Linked DNA regions of Mus musculus: region 2 is linked to region 1. A link is a contact called in public HiCAR-type data. All regions are on one chromosome and are shown on one strand. Each heading gives the region's core, a stretch centred on a gene start, on an enhancer-like site or on the middle of the called end of the contact. The rest is flanking DNA. Distances are from core to core; before and after follow the strand shown.

Region 1 (5,251 bases), core at 1,730-4,229:
CTGGATCATCCCACTGAAAGCCGTTTATCTCTGGGGCATTTCTTCTCTGGGAACAGGTGAGGGGAGGTAGCAGTGTGATAACTGTCTGGAGATATTTTTAGTTGAGAACTTTCAGAAGAACCTCCCTTCACATCTAAATATCTTTCTGAAGCGATCATAGACATACCAGATATCATATCATAGAGGGCTAGAACAAGCTTGGGAGCAAGGCAAAACAGCAGAGGAAAGTCTGCTGCTGCTATGAGCAAGCTTAGGAGCAAGGGGAAAATCTGCTGCAGTTGGCTTCTAGACTTGGTAGCACCAACAGGTGACCTCTGATGGATGTGATTCCTTTTGAAGAGGAATATTTTTAAATTGATAATCTTTTTGTTGTTGTCATTTTGCTACAAAGGAAAAGTTGACCAAGAGGCCATGAGCACAGTGGAACTGACAGTGCTGAGTCTAAGTGAAGTGACTTCCATTCCTGAACTTGAGGATTTCGTGTTTGGTAGTCTTTGGTGGCAGGGGCTGCGGGGTAATTGTGTGGGGCTTAGAGTCTGAAGTTTAAATCAGTTCCAGTTCAAGACAGAAGAGGAAGAAATATATGTCTTTATCTCCACATGGGAGCTTCATTGGCTATCGATTTGGAAGAGGACAAATGGGAGGGGTCCTGCTGGCAGATAACATGATCACAAATGAACAATAAAAGTAATAAAAGTGGGAGCCATCTTTCCTGGCTACGCTTTCGTTGGGTTCTTCCCAGACAAGAAGCATATGAAGGCGAAACTGAACCAGAAATGTCCTTCTGCAGTCAGCTTCTTCCAGCCCTTCACTCCATTCCCAGGGTCCTAATGACTGGCTCCAACTTAACCACAAATCAGATGAAGAATCTACTGTCTGATATAGTAAGCAATTTATCTGGATTGGTCAGAATTGCGCTAGTGAGTACTGGTACCTGCAGGTGAAGCATTCCTCATTTGGATATTTATCTATGTAGTCATTGCTTTTACCTTGCCACTACATGAAGTCTGCAGTCGTTTGAATGTTCCTATTCAAAGGAAGCCCACTGGAGGAAAAAGCTTACAGCTGTGCCTGATACTGGCCAGCCCAGAGCTTCCCAAATGGAAGAGACCTTAACATAGGAGATGTCTGAAACAAACCACAGCACCAAGAGAGGGCCCAACTGAACCAACAATGGCTGCTGCTGCACAGTAATAATGCATCCAAGGAAAAGGCACCTTCTGCAGATGCGAGGTCCATGAAGGCTCTCATTCTTATTCTCAGAGAAGCTGGAGAAGATGTCGAGACTATATCCAATAGCATAAAACTACTGTATCCACAAGCATAGAACAGTAGTCTACTGTGGAAAAGGAAGGAAAGCAAGTCTTAAAACATGTTTACTATTTTGGTCAAAAGCAAAAACACAAAAATCAACTGCAGCATATTGGTTGGTTGGCGACAATGATGCTGTGGTTCCTCCATCCCTTACTTTCTCCAGGTCCTTCCTATCTTACGTCATGGTGCCATGTGATTGGCGTTAGTCAATGATGCTAGCAAAGTCACAGAGAAGCTGAGGAGATGTGTTGCTCCTCCCCTACTTTGGCAATGGAAACATCCCTGAGTCAGGCTAGTCTAGAAGATTTGGGTGGTGTGTAGAGAGACTGGGGAAGCCTAACAACTTGTGGCTATATTATTAGACTCAGCATACACCAGATTAACATTCAAGTCTCTGGAAAATGTTCTTCCTTTGGGACACCACCTTTGACAACCGCCTTATTACCTATAACATCTGTTCCTACTATCCATCTATGCATCTATTCATCCATCATCTATCTATTTTCTAGATTATTATATATTGAAAGGATCTTGCTATATGGTTCACTTTAAACTAGTGATCCTCCTGTCTCAGCTTCCGTTAAAGCAACCCACAACTAAAGAAATCATGGTGTTCATATTATGTCCGTGAACACTGTGAGCTCTCTCTACTAGAAGGAAAGGGACCTTGGCTGTTGCCTTCACAAATGTGCTTCTGGCATCTGCAGCAGTGCCTTTCAATAGGCAGGTGAGCAGTGTTTGGTAAATAAATAAATTTAAAAGGAGTGAATGCTTTGGTTTGGGGAATAATTGTAAATAAGATTGGTAGCAGGATAAATTGCCAAAATACATGCTAAGCAGTTGACAATTGTGAAATATTAATAAACTGAAAAATGTTTAAGATATTCCACATCCTGCAGTATCAGATGTTTATCCATGACTTAACAGTGTAAAACTAAACAGGCCTATCCATCTCATTAGTACCCAAATGGTTTCCATCTTTAATAAATGGGAAAATTAGATATATTCTAAAAGTTGCTTTAAAGTAAGTATATCAAGAAATGATTGATATATGTACATGTTTATATATTAACATACCCAAGTTGCATGCAAATTCTTTTTTGTTTTTGTTTTTGTTTGTTCGTTTGTTTTTCGAGACAGGATTTCTCTGTATACTCCTGGATGTCCTGAAACTCACTCTGTAGACCAGGCTGGCCTCGGACTCAGAAATCCTCCTGTCTCTACCTCCCAAGTGCTGGGATTAAAGGCATGTGCCACCACTGCCCAGCTACATGCAAATTCTTTTGGCTTGGTTGGCAAGATGGCTCAGGAAGTAAAGGTGCTTGCCACCAAGCCTAACGATCCCCAGAATGGACAAAGTGAGAGGAGAGAACACCTGAAGATGTTCTTCTTACCTATAGCCATGGTACACACACACACACACACACACACACACACACACACACACACACACCACACACACAAAGGTTAAAGAGTAATTCTACCGTGGCCTGGTTGGTAACTGTTCGTTTAGTGCTCCCAACACCATGCATTGAATCTCAGGGTAGTTCTCACGGCTCTGTCAGAAAAAGACTGGTCAGCTTGAGGAACCGGCCTCTCAGGCCTCTCAGATATCCTTCTTTGCCTTAAGTGGCTGAAGTCATCTAAGGAAAGGAATGAGCTCACATGTACCGCTCACGGACTGAGGCGCTCCAAGCTCCCCACTGCTGCTGCCCACATTCAGCAAGGCACCACCCCTGCCCATCAACCAAGAAGCTGCCTCTCTGATTTCCCAATGCCGTTGCTTCTTTGCCAAGATAATCTTTCCCAGACAAGGATATTCAGGAGAAATAGAAGTCTCCAGAAATGCGGAGGGGTGGGCATGTGGTGGGGAATCACACAGAAAAGGCCCTGGCAGCCACTCCGTTAGATGATTCGACGCTTGGCTGGAGACCAGCGGCTGAGAAGCATATGAGAAGCTCATCAGCTTGGGAGTTGAGCAGTTGCCCACAACAGCTCAAAAGTCGACATATGTGGAAGAAGGCGCCTTGAAAGAATAAAGCGATTAATCTTCCAACTAGTTAACCAGCAAGTTCTCTCTCCAAAGTCGCCAGCACTGCAAAACTTTTCCCACTTGGAGAAAAGGGGAGAAATCTACTAGTCAGAGCTCAGTGTGTGTGTGTGTGTGTGTGTGTGTGTGTGTGTGTGTGTGTGTGTGTGTGTGTGTAGAGGTATAAGGGTGCATATGAATGTATCTACAGGTAGGGGCCAGACACAATCTCACACAGGCCTGAAATGCTCTAGTCCAGTAAGCTGGTTGGCTAACAAGCTTCAGGGATCCACCTGTCTTTGCTTGCTTTTAAATCCACCTGGGATTTAAAAATGTGCAAACACACCCAGCTTTTTAAGCGCAGGTTCTGGGTATCAAACTGGTATCTTTACATTTGTCAGGCAAGCACTCAGCTAACTGAGCTATCCCCTAAGCCCAGAGATACATTCTGACTGACCTTGGTCTTCGACCTTCAGTGACCGACAGCATGCTGACAAACAGCAAATGGCATGGTTATCGATGTGTTATCTGTAATAAGAAGTGACCATAGGGAAAGGGATTTTCTGATTGAAAACAAAAACATCCACCTCACAAAATACCCCTTTCCCTGCCTACAGCCAAAGACAATTTCTTCTAGAACAGCTTCCACAGTGTGTTATGTAACTTCCCTCACACTCCCACCCCTAAAATGACAGAAGTGGCAGAAACCCAACCTTTCTATCTTTCATAGAGAGAAAAAAAATCCCGGGCTAAATGCCAGGAAAGTGGAACATGGCGATGCCACCATTATGCAAACAAAAGACATCTTATTTTGTTTCGTACTGAAGACTAAACTCACCCTCTTACAGACCCACACAAGAGCTAACCCATGGCCTCATAATAACAGCAGATAATGAACAATAAAGCTGTGTGGTTGGATATGACAGACAGACTGGGAGATGCCCAGGATGACTAAGCTTATTAAATGCAAGAACCATACTTCATTCCATAGTTTGGGTTGACTCACTCTTCTATAAACCCCTAAGCTGAGTCACTGTAGCTGGAAGCCAAGAAGCTGAAGTGAGAGAGCCAACTAGACTGTGTCTTCACTGTCCTGTGGCTGAGGATGGCACTGCCAAATCTGAACGAACCAGCCCTCCCCCTCTTCCAAGCAGACACCACACCGAAGCCAGTTTGCACTGTCTATTGTCATACCTACCCCAACACAGGAGACAGGAAATGATATGAAGAATCTATTATATATATTATGTGTAATATATATATACATATATAGTATATAAACACATACACATATGTGTTTGAAAAGCCATTTACCTTCATATCAAAGCAGTTTCAGACACCTCATTTTGTGATAAAAATGTCAGGTATGGCCCATTTGCCGAGACAATAGAAACAAAGCAAGGAAGGAGGGAGAAGAGGAAGGAGGGAGGAAGGGAGGGAGGGGAATGTAAATACTGGGCAAAACCTGAGGGCACGCCAAAGCAAAAACTCAAGGATTCAGAACAGCGAGTAGCTAAGTAGGTAGCAAAAGTGCTCACACAACAGGGTCTATGAGGATGGAGCTCAGGAGTTCAAGGCAATAGAATTGGGAAGAACAGGTGCCAAATACAGGAAGCCATGTGTCATTTTAATCCAAGAACCGACTCCAAATCGACAGCAAAAAAAGAACCATATGCAAGTACAGATAAAAGAGTTATACACAGGAGAAAGGAACTCAAGAACTGGGCAGCAGACACTCTGCCCTTAGGCTGCCTCAGTATCTCCTTTACCATCATAGTAAAAATCTCATCTGTTCATTACGTTAATTCAAGTTACTTCCTGTTCCTTGCACCACAGAGTGTTTGCTAGCATGTCATACATATGTATATCATACAGATGTTGAAGCTTGTCGCCAGCTGTTCCTCAGGA
Region 2 (5,199 bases), core at 677-3,176, 360 kb after region 1:
AAGTTTTCCACTTCACATCGGTTTACAGGAAAATATTAATTGTGCAGCTGAAAAGAAATCAAATGTGAGGTCATTTTTAACTGTGTGCTTGGAAAACATTTGTGTAAAATATGCTATCACTTCTGTTTATCAGTGCCTCTCTTACTTTGGAATGTTGTTTTCCAAGATTTAAATTCCATCCAAAGTTACATTTTGCCTGCAGCTGAATGATAACTACTATACGGAAATGGGGGAAAGGATTTTGATGAAAATTCCTCTGGAGGCACAGCTGCAGGCAATCTGGTATTGGAACTGGCTTCTTGTGAGCCAGGACTGTCCATAATAATCACAAGCCAAGATGCTGCTGGAAGTCAGCAGATACTGTGGACATGGTTCTGCGCCAAGCATGGTGCTAATACTTGCCCTGCGTGGGGCCTGTGCTGCTAACTCAATGTTGAGGGGCCCTTCTTTCTTTCTGATGAGGCAGGAGAGAGAATAAACACAGAATGGTGTGCTTGGTTCATCCATGTGCCCACTGAAGACAGAGAAGTGGGAGTTGAGGAGAGGACCTGGTGTCACCAAGAAAGGCTTAGGGATCTGTAAAGAGTATGGGACATCCACCTAGCACTGTATCCCTCATTATAGGTGCTCCCTCTGAGGACACCTTCCCATGGCCTCTGGGAGAAACAGCCACTTTGACTTAGCTCTGCATGTACCACAAGAGAATGCCTTTGTTAATACAATACACAAGTCAGACATTGTTTTCTGTGGGACCTCAGTACCTCATTATAACACTGTTCCCTCTAGGCCATGTACAAGTCTCAGTCTAATCCTTGCTTCTCTGGAGGAAGCTGGGTTTCAAGAGGCTTCATTATAGCTTAGAACCCCAGAGGCAGTGCCACTCTGGAAATACACACTTACTAACTAGAGGGCCAGGGGGCTCAGTCCCAAGGGTGAATTAGGTGAGAGTGAGCTAATGATTAAGAAAAAAGTAAGGGAACTTTTAATCTCCGAAACTTTCCTAAGGAGGACTTGAGGTAGAAGTGAAATTGACTTCTCTTTGAGTGAGAAAGAAATACGGGAGATGGAAGCAGCTCGGAATACTTATTAAAGGGTCACGAGAATAGGAAAACTTGCTCTGTTTTTTATGTTACAGATACTATGAAGATTCATAAGAAGGTAAGAATGTTTAAAGACAATCATCTGAAAACTATGGACTTTCAATGTGGCCCCTGACCTTCTGGCACAAGAATCACCAGGACTGTTTGTAAAAGCCGAGTTTCTGGGTTCCAGACTGGTTTTTTTGAGTCAGAACTGCTGAGATCTAGGCCCAGGGACCTTCACTTACAACCAGTTCCACAGGTCATCATCATCCATACAAAAGCAGAAAGAACAGATAATAAATCTCTGAGCTCTCCAACCCTACACCAATTAAATAAATGGCTAATGTAGTCCTTGTACTCAGTGATTATGTCTGCCCTTCTTAGACAGGACTCCCACCCCACCGCCATGCCTTCAGAGTGAACTCCATCTCCCTGTAGGCAGGTCTCTGTTCTTTACTTCATTCCTCTGTCAGTCCCAACATCAGTTCACCGACCCTGCTCCACAGCTCGACACCTCTCCCAGGACAGGGACAATCAGGTGTGACAAGGTAACTGAGCAATTGCCATCTCCTCCTTCTGGATTCCTCTGCTTAAAACGAGACAGGCTTATTGGTCCAGCATCATGTCCATACTTACCTTGGGGCACCTGGGTCAAAGAAACCCTGCCTCTTTTGGTGAACACTGAGCAAGAAAGGCATACTACAATACTAAACTAAAACACTATACAACAGCGATCTAAAAACATAACTCAAATCAACAAAGAAAGGTCTGTTACTCAGAGGATATTCCACACACACACTGAGTGTTTCTGTGGGGAGCCTAGCTCAGCTTACAGCTGGGTATTAGCTCACCTCCCCAACAGGCTTTCATTTTCTCTAGGCAGAATCTGCCTTCTGTCCTTCCCATTCCCTTCACAGGGCTAGAAGAAGATTTTGAGGTGGGGTTCTGCAAAGGTTAGTATGCAAATCTAGATTAGCTGGGTTTCAAGCATTAGGAATACCTGCTGATAGCCTTGTACCATTGCCCCTTGGATTGTTACATGATCTTGTCATTATGGGGTTTAGAGCCATGTGTGGGCTGAGTAGCCTGCAGCCTAGCCAGCCGCCCATGAGTAATTTAGAAAAGCATGCATGTTTTAATAAAATGCTATTTCCATCTGTAAAACACTGTGAAGTGACATAATTTCTTTTGGTCTGATGAGAGTAAGCCTGTACTTTTGGGTCAGTTTATACTCCACAATTATGCAATATCCAGAAAACAAGTTTGGAAATTCCCATTTCTGTTCCAAAATTTGAGTAACTTATTCCTTGAGTATTTGTTAAAATATATAGGTTGTTTGATGAAAATATTTTTAGCTACCAAAAGTCTCATATGTGTTCCATTTATTATTTAATTTATTCTATTTTCCTAGCAATTTTGTCTATTTCATCCAACTTTCAAAGCTTTTACTATAATTAATATGCATCAAACTTTTATTTCTTTATTAAGGTAAAATTCGTACAGCATGAATTTCATCACTTTAGCTCATGCTGTGTTGTGTGATCACTTCAAAAGGAAGCTCTAGATGATCAGTAATCCACTTTCAGTTCCTAGGGAATGTATCTAGTCTGGACTGTCTATACAAGTGATTGTGTGTCTGACTTACTTCATTTAGCATGTCTTCAAGGTCCATACATGTCACATGAGTCAGTACTTCACTTTTAAGGCTGAATAAGGAACGACATATCTGTTTAGCCATCAGTCAGCTGATAAACATATGAGTCATTCTGTATTTTAATTATTTGAATTTTTAGTACTGAAATGAGCCTTTGTATACAGTATTTGCTTGGATATATACCTCAAAGTGGAATTTCCAGGGCACATAATTGCTTATGGACCTATCAAGTTATTCTTCACAGCAGCTACACCTTATTGCATCAGCAATGCATGAGTTTCAATTTCTCCAATTCCTTGCCAGCACTTGCTATTTCCCACTTGTTTTAGCTATTCCAATGGGAAGGCATGGGTTTCTCATTATAGTTTGAACTTTAATTTCTCTGACTAATAATATGAACATCATTTAATGTGCTTGCTGGTCACAGGTATGTCTTCCAGTAGCTATCTATTCAAGTCTTCCACCTGCTTGCTAATCAGTTGTCTTTTTGTTTCAAAACTCTTCATAGAACAGGTAAATAATATACTAATTCAATTCTTAACTAGCTAATGTTTTCTTATATTCTGTGGGCTACCTCTTCACTTTCTTCATAGTGTCCTTTGATGAGCAAATATTTTTAATTTTGATCAAAACTAATTTGTTAGTACTTTACCTGTATTGTTGCATAGACTTTTTTGTGTCATTTCTAGGAAACCACTGTGTTTTGGTCATGAACATTTGTTTCTCTGTTTTTCCAAATGTTATAGTTTTGGCTTTCACATACTTGTTTGATAAGGACCAAATACATTTTTTTGCATGAAGATATTTCTGTTGTAAATAGGCTGGTTTTTGCCCTGCTGAACACTGTTGGCATCCTGGTCCACTGACACTAGATACCTGAACTTAGTTCTGGCCATTGAGTTCTAGCCCATTGTTCTGCACATTATGGTGCCATTACCATAATGTTTTAAGTGCTACAACTCTAGAATAAGTATTGCTAACAAAAGTGTAAGTCCTCCAACTTCGTTCTTTTGCAAAATATTTTAGGTTATTTGGTATTCCTTAGAAATTGATATAGAAAAAAATACACTAGGTTTTTTTTACATGAGTTTCACTGAATCTGCTGATAAAGTAGAGAAACAGCTCATCTTAGTAGATTGAGGGTAAAGAGATAGCTCAGTCAGTAAAGTGCTCACTGTGCAAGCATGAGAGCCTGTGTTCAGAGTCCTAGAACTTTCATGAAAAGTCCAGGGAAGCATTGCATGTGATTAATCCTAGCACTGAGGATGTGGAGATAAGAGAGTCAGTGGTACTTGCTGACCAGACAATCTAGTCAGTTAGTGACTTTCTTACGAAGAAGAAGAAGAAGAAGAAGAAGAAGAAGAAGAAGAAGAAGAAGAAGAAGAAGAAGAAGAAGAAGAAGAAGAAGAAGAAGAAGAAGAAGAAGGAGGAGAAGAAGAAGAAGAAGAAGAAGTCATAAGTATTATTATAAGTGATTAAGGAACATCAACTTCTAGAAGTCTACACATATATGCATAAACAGGCACACATTCATACACACAAGGTATGAACACAGAATATCTTTTATAGAACTTCTTTAAAATCAACAGTTTTGAAGTTTTTACTCTGCAGTCTCACAACTTTGAAATTAAGGATCAAGTTTATTCCCAATTGACTGTTGGTGCCCAACCTCAACTGATACACTTTCAAAGCAACCCCTACAGAGACTGAAGCAGCAATCACAGAGCCTGCCTGGTCTGAGCTAGGTCCTCTGCATGTGTCCTGATGGTGTAGCTTGGTGTTTCTGTGGACTCCTGAGAGTGAGAGTGGAAGTGTCTCAGATTTTTCTTTTTTTTTTTTGCCTGCTCTTGGAACCTTTTTCCTCCTATTGGGTTGACTTGTCCAGCCTTGATATAAGGGTTTGTGCCTAGTCTTATTGTATCTTGGTATGGCATGCTCAGTTGATATCCTTAGGTCTGCTCTTTTCTGAAGGGAAACAGAGAAGTAGTGAATCATAAGAGGTGAAAAGAGGGAAATGAGGGGATGGGGGATATGATGATGACACTGGAAATAGTGGAGGGGGTTGAAAACTGTGGTCAGAATGTACTGTATAAGAGAAGAATTTTACTTATTTTTTATTGGATATTTTCTTTATTTACATTTCAAATGTTATCCCCTTTCCCAGTTTCCCCCAAAACACCCTATCCCATCCTCACTACCCCTGCTTCTATGAGGGTGTTCCTCCACTCACCCACCCACTCCCACCTCCCGGCCCTGGATTCCCATACACTGGGGTATATATCGAGCCTTCAAAGGACCAAGGACCTCTCCTCCCATTGATGGCTGACAAGGTCATCATCTGCTACATATGCAGCTGGAGTCATGTGTACTCCAGGGTTGATGACTTAGTCCCTGGGAGCTCTGTGGGATCTGGTTGGTTGGTATTGTTGTTCTTTCTATGGGTTGCAAACCCTTTCTGCTCCT

Evidence for each region. HiCAR-type assays count read pairs that join an accessible place to other places.
Region 2: a contact with region 1 is called in a HiCAR-type map of fibro-adipogenic progenitors, with 5 times the contacts expected there. The contact joins two enhancer-like sites. A contact is called at or near these places in 1 of 39 promoter capture datasets (hippocampal neurons), 1 of 15 datasets of contacts at CTCF or cohesin (the NIH/3T3 cell line), 8 of 484 Hi-C or Micro-C datasets (the HPC-7 cell line, bone marrow-derived macrophages, embryonic fibroblasts and 3 more), 1 of 115 datasets of contacts at active chromatin or transcription factors (fibro-adipogenic progenitors) and 1 of 9 other capture datasets (liver).

Annotation. Positions count from the first base shown.
Region 1 is chr4:58,398,007-58,403,257 of GRCm38.p6, forward strand. No RefSeq gene overlaps it. Among named protein-coding and RNA genes, the nearest start is that of Mir3095, 40 kb to the right of the region's middle. Within about 2 kb of position 2,980, at least 59 of the 459 cell types and tissues checked have an H3K27ac peak or open chromatin away from gene starts, as enhancers often do. A contact at or near this core is called in fibro-adipogenic progenitors, where this site is marked.
Region 2 is chr4:58,763,290-58,768,488 of GRCm38.p6, forward strand. No RefSeq gene overlaps it. Among named protein-coding and RNA genes, the nearest start is that of Olfr267, 20 kb to the right of the region's middle. Within about 2 kb of position 1,927, at least 18 of the 459 cell types and tissues checked have an H3K27ac peak or open chromatin away from gene starts, as enhancers often do. A contact at or near this core is called in fibro-adipogenic progenitors, where this site is marked.